2 separate regions of the Macaca mulatta genome follow, and region 1 is linked to region 2. Evidence: chromatin contacts called from public Hi-C data. All regions are on one chromosome and are shown on one strand. Each heading gives the region's core, a stretch centred on a gene start, on an enhancer-like site or on the middle of the called end of the contact. The rest is flanking DNA. Distances are from core to core; before and after follow the strand shown. Region 1 holds the start of TTPAL (alpha tocopherol transfer protein like). Region 2 holds the start of OSER1 (oxidative stress responsive serine rich 1).

Region 1 (4,120 bases), core at 66-2,565, 260 kb before region 2:
GGTACAAGCCTCACCTCAAAGCCCCTCTCCAGCCTCATTTTCCATCTCATCCCATCTTGATGCACATTAAATGCCAGTCAAAACAAACTATGAGCCATCATCCTTGGAACAACTCGTGCACTTCTGATACACTCTGCCTGGAATTTCCTCTTCTAATTTGTTCCTAACTCGACAGCTCATGGCCTTCAAGGCCCAGCTGCCATGTCACCTCCTTTGTGAATCCTTCCCAAACTCCCTGAGGGTGATTCCCTCCAGTTTTCCACAGAACTGGGTTCCTATTTCTTTTTTAGAATTACAGTCCAATGCCATGGGCGTTTACATAGAACTCTCCAGAGTCAGTTTTACCACCCACTCATTTATCAAATAATTACTGATCACCTACCATGTATGTCAGGCACTGTGCTCACAGGCACTGGGAACACAGACGCAAATATAATTCCTCGCCTAATGAAGCTTACATCATAGTGGAATGAAGAGAATGCATACTTGAGCATTTTACCATGTATCAAGCATTGCTAAGCCCTTTACCCATTTCCTCATTTAATCTTCACAGTATTTGGTGAGAGCGCTATTACTGTTCCCATTTTACAAAAGACAAAAAGGACTGTCCCCTAGAATGTAAGTTCCACGAGGGCAGAGGGCTTGTCTTCCATGTCCACTGCCACCCCCAGTGCCTGGCACATGGCAGTGGTCTGTACACATCAGCGGAGGCTATAGGTTAAGCGATGCGCCCAAGGGGGCACACCCGGTGAGGCAGAGCAAGGATGCATCTAGCCCCACCCTGGTCTTCTAATCTCTACCCTCCACCTGGAACTTCATGTTGACTCTCCAGGGACTCAGCAATGCCGAGCGCTCAGCAGGGCTCAGTCACAGGCTGGTGAATGAGCTGACAGGCGGGCATATGACTGAGATACAGACACCATTGGTAAGGGTGAAGCCAGAGATCTCCCCCACCTGAAACCCATCGCTTTCTGGAGCATCACTTTCCTTTTCACTCCTTCCTCTCAACAAGAGGAGGTCAGGAAGCCATCTCTCCTAGAGCCCCCAGACCCCACATCCCGTGGACAACCTTCCGAGGCCCCCACTTCCGGCTGTCACCCCCTCCCCAGGTGTCCCCATTTCCTGGGGTCTCTCGCTCCTCTGGTCCCCACTTCCGGTTATCCCTCCCTCTCAGGGGTCCCTCTCCTTAGCCCCCACGGCACACGGACAGGCTCGCGGGCACTCACCGGCCCGGCTACGGGCGGAGCGCGGGTCAATCGGCGGCGGGAGCCTCGTCCGGCAGCGCGCACAGAACCGACCCGCACTCCCTGCCCGGCCGGCCCGGCCCCTCGCGCCGGAAGTGACGTTCCGGGGCGTGGGAGGCGGGGCTCCGCCTAGGAGCGCGCATGTGTGACACTTCCCCGCAACGCTGGCGTTCAGTCGCCCTCTGGCTGTCAGAGCTCCGTGCTGTGGACCTGGAATGGCTGGGTACCAGCCGCTTGTCAAACGCGACTTATAGATGGGGAAACTGAGGCTCAAAGAAGGAAGGAAAGACGCTGCCATTTTCCAGGAACATGCTAACATGCACCTGTTGTTTAACATCCAATGATCTCATTAACTCCTCATATTTATGCATTTCCCCTATTTCAGGAAAGGGAAACTGGCAATCAAGGCCGTAAAGGGCTTCAAACCCAGACCTCAGGATTAGCATTCTAGATCTCCCCCCAGCTACGGCTGCTGTCAGGACTGGCTGCTCCAAAAGGGGAGATTCCAAACCAGGGGACGTCTGTCTGTCATTAACTGAGTGACCTGGAGCAAGTCCCCATTCCTCCTTGGGCTTCTGTTTCGTTATCTGAAACCTGATTCTTGCTCTGGAGCCTGATTCAATAATTACTTTTTTCCTGCTTTGGGGTTCATGACGTTCCCTCCAGACAAAGGCTTTACTAACTCCCACCCCAGTCAATAAGATCCCCCCGCAAGTATTTTGTGCAACTGCAACTTTGAGGCAAATCTCCTAGGTCCCTCTGAGGCAGAGTAGACACTAAGCCATTTCTAGAGAGAAATTCTGGTGGTCCAGGAGAACTCTGAGCCCAAAGAGACGACCTTAAACAGTCTTTTCGTTTTCTTACCCCAGGAGCAGGAGGAGTCCCAAGAAGATGGTAAGTGACCCATGAGGGCCACAAGAAAGTGGCAGTTTCTGCCAGATACTAGATTGAGGGGCAGGGGGCAGCAGTGTGGAGGGGACCTGCGAATCATGAGTTTTGACTCCTGCTTTCAGTTTCACCACTTCTAGGATTGACAGACAAAATATAGAACATTCACTACAGTTTGAATTTTAGATAAACATTTAAGTATGTTCCTTTCCAAACACACACACACACACACACACACACACACACGTGTCTTATGCAACATTTGGGATACATTTATACTTTAAAAATTGTTGTTTATAGGAAATTCAAATATGACAACTGGGCATCCTGGATTTTGTTTTCTTTGCTAAATCTACGTATTATGTTCCCGTTACTGTTACAAGGAATTACTGCAAACTTCATGGATTGAAACAACACAGATATATTCTCTTGCTGTTCTCTAGGTCAAAAGTCTGAAATCAAGGTGTTGGCAAGACTGCATTCTTTCTGGGGATTTTGAGGAAGCATATCAGTTCCTTTCCTTTTACAGTTTGTAGAGGTCACCTGCATTCCTTAGCTTATGGCCCCTTCTTCAAATCACCTCAACCTCTTGCTTCTGTTGTCACATCTACTACTGACTGATCCTCCTGCTTCCCTTTTCTTGTAAGGACTCTTGGGATTACACTGGGCTCACCCAGATAATCCAGAATAATCTTACCATCTCAAGATCCTTACATTAATCACATCTGTGAAATCTTTTAACACGTAAGGTAAGGCCGGGTACAGTGGCTGTAATCCCAGCACTTTGGGAGACTGAAGCAGGTGGATCACTTGAGGTCAGGAGTACGACGAGACCACCCTAGCCAACATGGTGAAACCCCGTCTCTACTAAAAATACAAAAATTAGCTGGGCATGGTGGCACACGCCTGTAATCCCAACTACCCGGGAGGCTGAGGCAGGAGAATCACTTGAAACCGGGAGGCAGAAGTTGCAGTGAGCCGAGATCATGCCACTGCACTCCAGCCTGGGTGACAGAGCGAGACTCTGTCTCAAAAAGAAAACCCCCAAAACAGCCGGGCGCGGTGGCTCATGCCTATAATCTCAGCACTTTGAGAAGTCAAGGCAGGTGGATCACCTGAGTTCAGGAGTTTGAGACCAGCCTGGCAAACCTGGTGAAACCCTGTCTCTACTAAAAATACAAAAATTAGCCAGGCCTGTAATCCCAACCACCTAGGAGGCTGCCCGGGCTCCTGCGCCCTGCCAAATGGCAGCTCTTGTGGCAAAGGGTGAGGGATGACCCTGTCCTAACCATTCTGTCCTAGGTATTGGAATAAGCCCCTCTCCTCCACCCAAACCTAGGACCTACTACTGGTGCCTGGAGCCCAGATGGCAATCCTAGATGCTGCCAGCAGGAGAAGAACTTGGTCTCAAGGGCAGGTCAGGGAGAGGATTCAGAGATGCCCCAGAAATCCCTGCCCCTTCTCTCAACTGAGGGCCGTTATCACATTTTAGAGAACCAGATTACCTCAGGATTAGAAAGTCTCCGATAAACAATGACAACAAAAAGAGTTTCTGCTTTTTGAATGATTATATATACCAGGCACTGTGCTTGTATGATCTTAATTTCACCTTACAATGACCCTGTGAACAGCAAGTTAGCATTGTCCCATTTACAGAAGAGGAAACTAAAATCCAGAAAGAGGCCAGGCCTGGTGGCTCACGCCTGTAATCCCAGCAATTTGGGAGGCCAGAGTGGTGGATCACTTGAGGTCAGGAGTTTGAGACCAGCCTGGCCAACATGGTGAAATCCCGTGTCTGCTAAAAATAGACACATTAACCAGGCATGGTGGCAGGTGCCTGTAATCCCAGCTACTCTAGAGGCTGAGGCAGGAGAATCACTTGAACCCGGAAGGTGGAGGTTGCAGTCAGTCAAGATCATGCCATTGCACTCCAGGCTGGGCAACAGAGCGAGACTCCGTCTCAAAAAATAATAATAAAGTAAAATAAT
Region 2 (4,536 bases), core at 1,458-3,957:
AAATAATTTTCTTTATTACTTTGAACTTGGCTTCTCCAAAGTTATTTTTTAAGCGAAACTATTATCTTCCTATATAAATTGTTCTTGCAGTACAAATTCATGGAATTAAGTCTCTCCTACTAAAGTATGTACAAGACACTTGTAACAAGAAGGAAGCACTGTTAGAGGAATTTTACATCTACCACAGCTTTTTAATTAAATGGCATTACCATGTGCATTAATACAAAGTTGATTTCTTGAATATAAAGTCCACACACAAATTCAGGCTTTTTTCCCATGGTTAAAAAGACCCGGAATTGCTGGTATAGGACACTGATCTGGCTTTTTGTTCACTCAGATCCACCCCATTTTGTTGCTTTTCTATCTCATTCCAAGTCATGATGTACCACACCGTGAGCCAGTCCTATCTATAATGACTTAGAACCTCCGGCCACGTCAGGTGTGTGAGTTAACAGGCTTCGGTATTCACAAGAGGTTCTCATCTTCCAAGTACTCCCTGAGTAATGAGTCACATTCTTGGAAAGCATCTAACGCTTTATGATGGAGATGTGCTTACACAAAATGAAATATTGTAACTTTTTAGTTTTTAGTATTTAATATAATTAGGGATGGAAAGCAGGTAAAATGAGAATTCATCAAAACTGTATTTAGTACCTACTAACCCCCAGGAACTGTGCTAAGCTCTGGGAACTCAATCAGGATTCAGACAATTCTTTCCCCTCAAGGATATATGAGATTTTTTTTTTTTTTTTTTTTTTTGACAGTTTTGCTTTGTTGGCCCAGGCTGGAGTGCAGTGGCGCAATCTCCGGCTCACTGCAACCTCTGCCTCCCGGCTTCAAGAGATGCTCCTGCTTCAGCCTCCTGAGTAGCTGGGATTGCAGGTGCATGTGCCACCACGCCCGGCTAACTTTTGTATTTTCAGTAGAGACGGGGTTTCGCCATGTTGGCCAGGCTGGTCTCAAACTCCTGACCTCAAGTGATCCATCCGCCTCGGCCTCCCAAAGTGCTGGGATTACAGGTGTGAGCCACCGTGCCCGGCCTTCTCAAGGATATATGAGATTTTATCTGAAGTTATATTTTGAAGTGGCAGCTTAAAAAGATGTATTTGGTCTTGATACATTTCACTTGGCAAGGTCTGAGAAACAAAAATGCATCATATTTCCCGCTTTTTCTTTTCCAAGAGATGTTGAGAAGGGCAGTTTAAATCCTGACTTACCAGCACTGTGAGACAAAGGACAAAGCCAGCTAGAACAAGTTATCTAATCTCTAATATACTCTAATGCTATCTAATTAGCATCATTAGGTTACAATGAACAGTTTTCTTTCATCCCGTCAGTTACTGAACCTCTGGTATGAACGACGAGAATTTAAAATGTTTTACCCAAGGCTAACTTCATGCTTTATGTTTAACAACGTTATACAATAAATTGTTAGATTTCATTTACGAATATAGGCCAGGCATTCCAAAGACTGGCTGTAGTTAAGCTGGACACAGTTAAACCATCTTCGGCAGCCTATCTAGTCAGTTGACTACAACTAAGGTATTGGGGAATGAGGGTGGATGGGGCCAGTTTTGGTTCAGGGAAAAACCCTCACTCTAGGGGTGGGCCACAATCAACACCAGCCAACTCTATTGAGCAAAATCATCTGTTCTCATGAAGCTTTGAGAAGTGCAGACGTGGAGCTGGAGACTGCCAGGCGAGGAGAGGCACAGCTAGATTAGCAGAACCAGTCCTGGTGATGAAGCAGGTGGCAGCTGTTGCACAGATCACCTTTTCCCGCCTGCCATCTGAGCAACATTCAGAATCAGAAAAATGTAAAGAACCCTAAAATTCATCTCCTTTGGTGAACTGCCTAAATCTTTTTGCCAAATTTGGTGTGTAGGTGCATTTCTTTGGCAAGAGGGTCTACAGTTCTTACCAGATTCTCAAAGGAGTCTACGCCTGAAAACATGAGATTCACCGATAAGGTTCAACTTCTTTACTTACTGGATGGAAAACTGAGAGGCCCAGAGGAGGAAAAGCAGTTGCCTCAAGACAAACACAGCGATATCAAAACCGAGGCATTTCAATTCAATTCTAATTCTGGCTTCACACTATTGACCCTGGCCACGTCCAATACCTCTTCGCTTCTCTGCAGGTCCTGAAAGATCACCAGGAGGCGAGGGTTGGTGTCCGAGTCCTGGAGAGGTCGCAGGCAGTCCAGATTCTAGCATCACAGAAACTCTGGCCAAGCGCTCAGCCGGGGATTGGCTGCCATAAAGACCCCCGCACGTCCTCGCCCCCGCCCCGCGGAATTCCGCTGCATAGGTGACTCCAGGTAGAGGACCAAGCACAAGGAGATGCCGGGGCGGTGGAGGCAGAGAACGACTGCGAAGAATGACACCTATTCACTCACCTGACAGAGAGGAGGAAGCAGGCACGCCCCAAAAGCTGCTCGGGAGGAAATCCACGCCACTGGGAGGAGGCAGACCGAAGAATAACAGGAAATTACGTAAGGCGCACGTGCTTCCGAGGGGGGCGGGTGCGGGGCGTTCGAGAGGCGCGGCCCCCGCCCTGCGCCTGCGCAGCCGTCCCCTGCCGCGCTGCCGAGTCACCGGGGTGGGAGGAGCATGGGTAGGGGGCGGGGTGCATGCCGGAGTGCGCAGGCGCAATGCGACTCCCGAGGCGCGGGCCGCCCCTTTGGCTGGTTTGGATCCGGGTCAGTCGGGCGCCGAGATTCGGGAGAGACGCTCTGAACTGACTGCACCGCATCACCGGAGCGCCCCAGCTGCGAGGCGGTAAGTGCCCTGACGTGACGGGGAGGGGCCGCAGCATAGCGTCTCGGCCTGCACAGCCGGTCTGGCCGCGGGCGGTTTTTCCCGGGCCCGCCCGCCTTGGGTCGCGTCGTCTCCCGACGCCTCCTGCCTGGGCCGGGCCTGGGCCTCTCCGCGCCCCCTTATCCGCCGCGGCCTGTGCCTGCTGGAGCTCCGACTCCGCGCTCTCTCCCCTTCCCGCCTTCCTGTTCTCCCGCGGACCCCGCCCCGTCCCGCTCCTCCGCCGTCTCCCGCCCAGCGACAGCTTCCCCTTTTCGTCCTCCTTGGCCGCCCTTTGCCCCTTCCCGCCCTTTCCCTCTCGCCTCGGAGCCCCATTCTCGTTGGCTACCTCTTCGGCCCCACTCCTTTCTTCTTCCGCATCCCTGGTGCCTCGCTCCAACTCCAGCCTCTCGTTCTGACCCCGGGAATCTCCCGAGGAGCGCAACTTTCCAGCTGGAGACCCCGGGCGGGCAGAGCCCCTGGACAGCTCCCTCCTCGGCGTTGTCCTCACACCTCAAGCCACTTCCTACCCCTCTGGGTTCTGACCAGGAATTTTCTCCGTTTGTGTTTAACCGCGACAGGCACAGACTCTGGGTGAAAAGAAAGAACTTCGTGGTTTGGCTGCAGCACTGCGAGTGTAAAGGGATGAGTGGGTTGCACGGAGAGGTGTGAATGTGCTTTTTGTCCTGGGGACCGATTGTTTCCTCCCGGTCTAGTTTGCCTCTTCGAGTTGCTGGACAGGGTTTTCTACCCCATACTCTACGCTTCCTGGTGGTCTGGGAGTTTCGAAATCTTTAACGTTGTGATAACAACGCTTACCCGCGCCATCCCTTCTTGATCGTTCTTAGGTCTTCTCGGGCGTGGAAATGTAGACCTAGACTTGAGGTTCAATGAGGTCTTGGTTAAAACGGCAAGATAGAAGTAAGATTGTGACGCATCCATTTCGTTGAAAGAGAAAACCAGGAATTCGTCCTTTTGATGGAGGAACTTAGAATAACTGTAATTTTTGTAAGGTTGTGGAAAATCCGAGGCAAAGTTAAATTGCCCGGTTTGATTTGACTTAACATGAAGTAACTTCGAATAGGCTTTTTAAAGTTTCATCTCTTTGGATGTTGTTCAAGAGTTCACTGCAGTTAAAACGCCAAGACCGCCTCCCACAAATTTGGTATTAATGAAGAAGGGCAAGCCAATTGTATCTGTTGTCCGGAGTTAGTTGTACAGCCCTTTCTTTGAGTGAATGGGGATCTGGGGATGCAGAGGAGCTTAATGAGCCTTTTATAATTACAGAGATGCTCTTCTCTGGCCCTTAAGGTCATGCCTAACGCTCACCTTTGCTTTTGGCTAAAATAACTGAGAAAAAAGGTGAGTAGTTAAAAATGCTAGAAGTCTGAAAATCATTTAGACAGAACTTCATTCCTGAAGTTGTAATCTGTAGTCAGATTTTAATTCTGGCCTGTTTTGGTTTTTAGATGATAGATCTTTTAGTGTGTCAACAGGAATGTAAAGTTTGTATTAACATCTAGGGTGATCACCTGCCATGCTATTAAGTCAGCATAGTATAATTAAAAGTTACATATGTGGGTTCAGAGCCTCTTAGCACAGTGTTATATTGTAAGCTCTTGGAGGGCAGGAATGAGATTCTTCTAGTCCTTACAGAAATGGAGTTTAGGCTTCTATCCCTAGCATTCATTCTAGTGCCATGCACGTGGTAGGTATTCTGTAAATATTTGTGAACGAAATG

What was found. A called contact is a pair of places that touch in the nucleus more often than the background predicts.
Region 1: a contact with region 2 is called in a Hi-C map of fetal cortex germinal zone, with 2.2 times the contacts expected there. The contact joins the promoter of TTPAL here to the promoter of OSER1 in region 2. A contact is called at or near these places in 3 of 14 Hi-C or Micro-C datasets (cortical neurons, fetal cortex germinal zone and liver).

What each region holds. Positions count from the first base shown.
Region 1 is chr10:97,309,126-97,313,245 of T2T-MMU8v2.0, reverse strand. It overlaps TTPAL (alpha tocopherol transfer protein like), which reads right to left and starts at 1,315. Exons shown (of 5, transcript NM_001265955.1): 1 at 1,227-1,315.
Region 2 is chr10:97,054,295-97,058,830 of T2T-MMU8v2.0, reverse strand. OSER1 (oxidative stress responsive serine rich 1) reads left to right here and starts at 2,707. Exons shown (of 4, transcript NM_001277969.1): 1 at 2,707-2,780. LOC114670320 (a long non-coding RNA gene) reads right to left here and starts at 2,484. Exons shown (of 3, transcript XR_013399976.1): 1 at 2,123-2,484.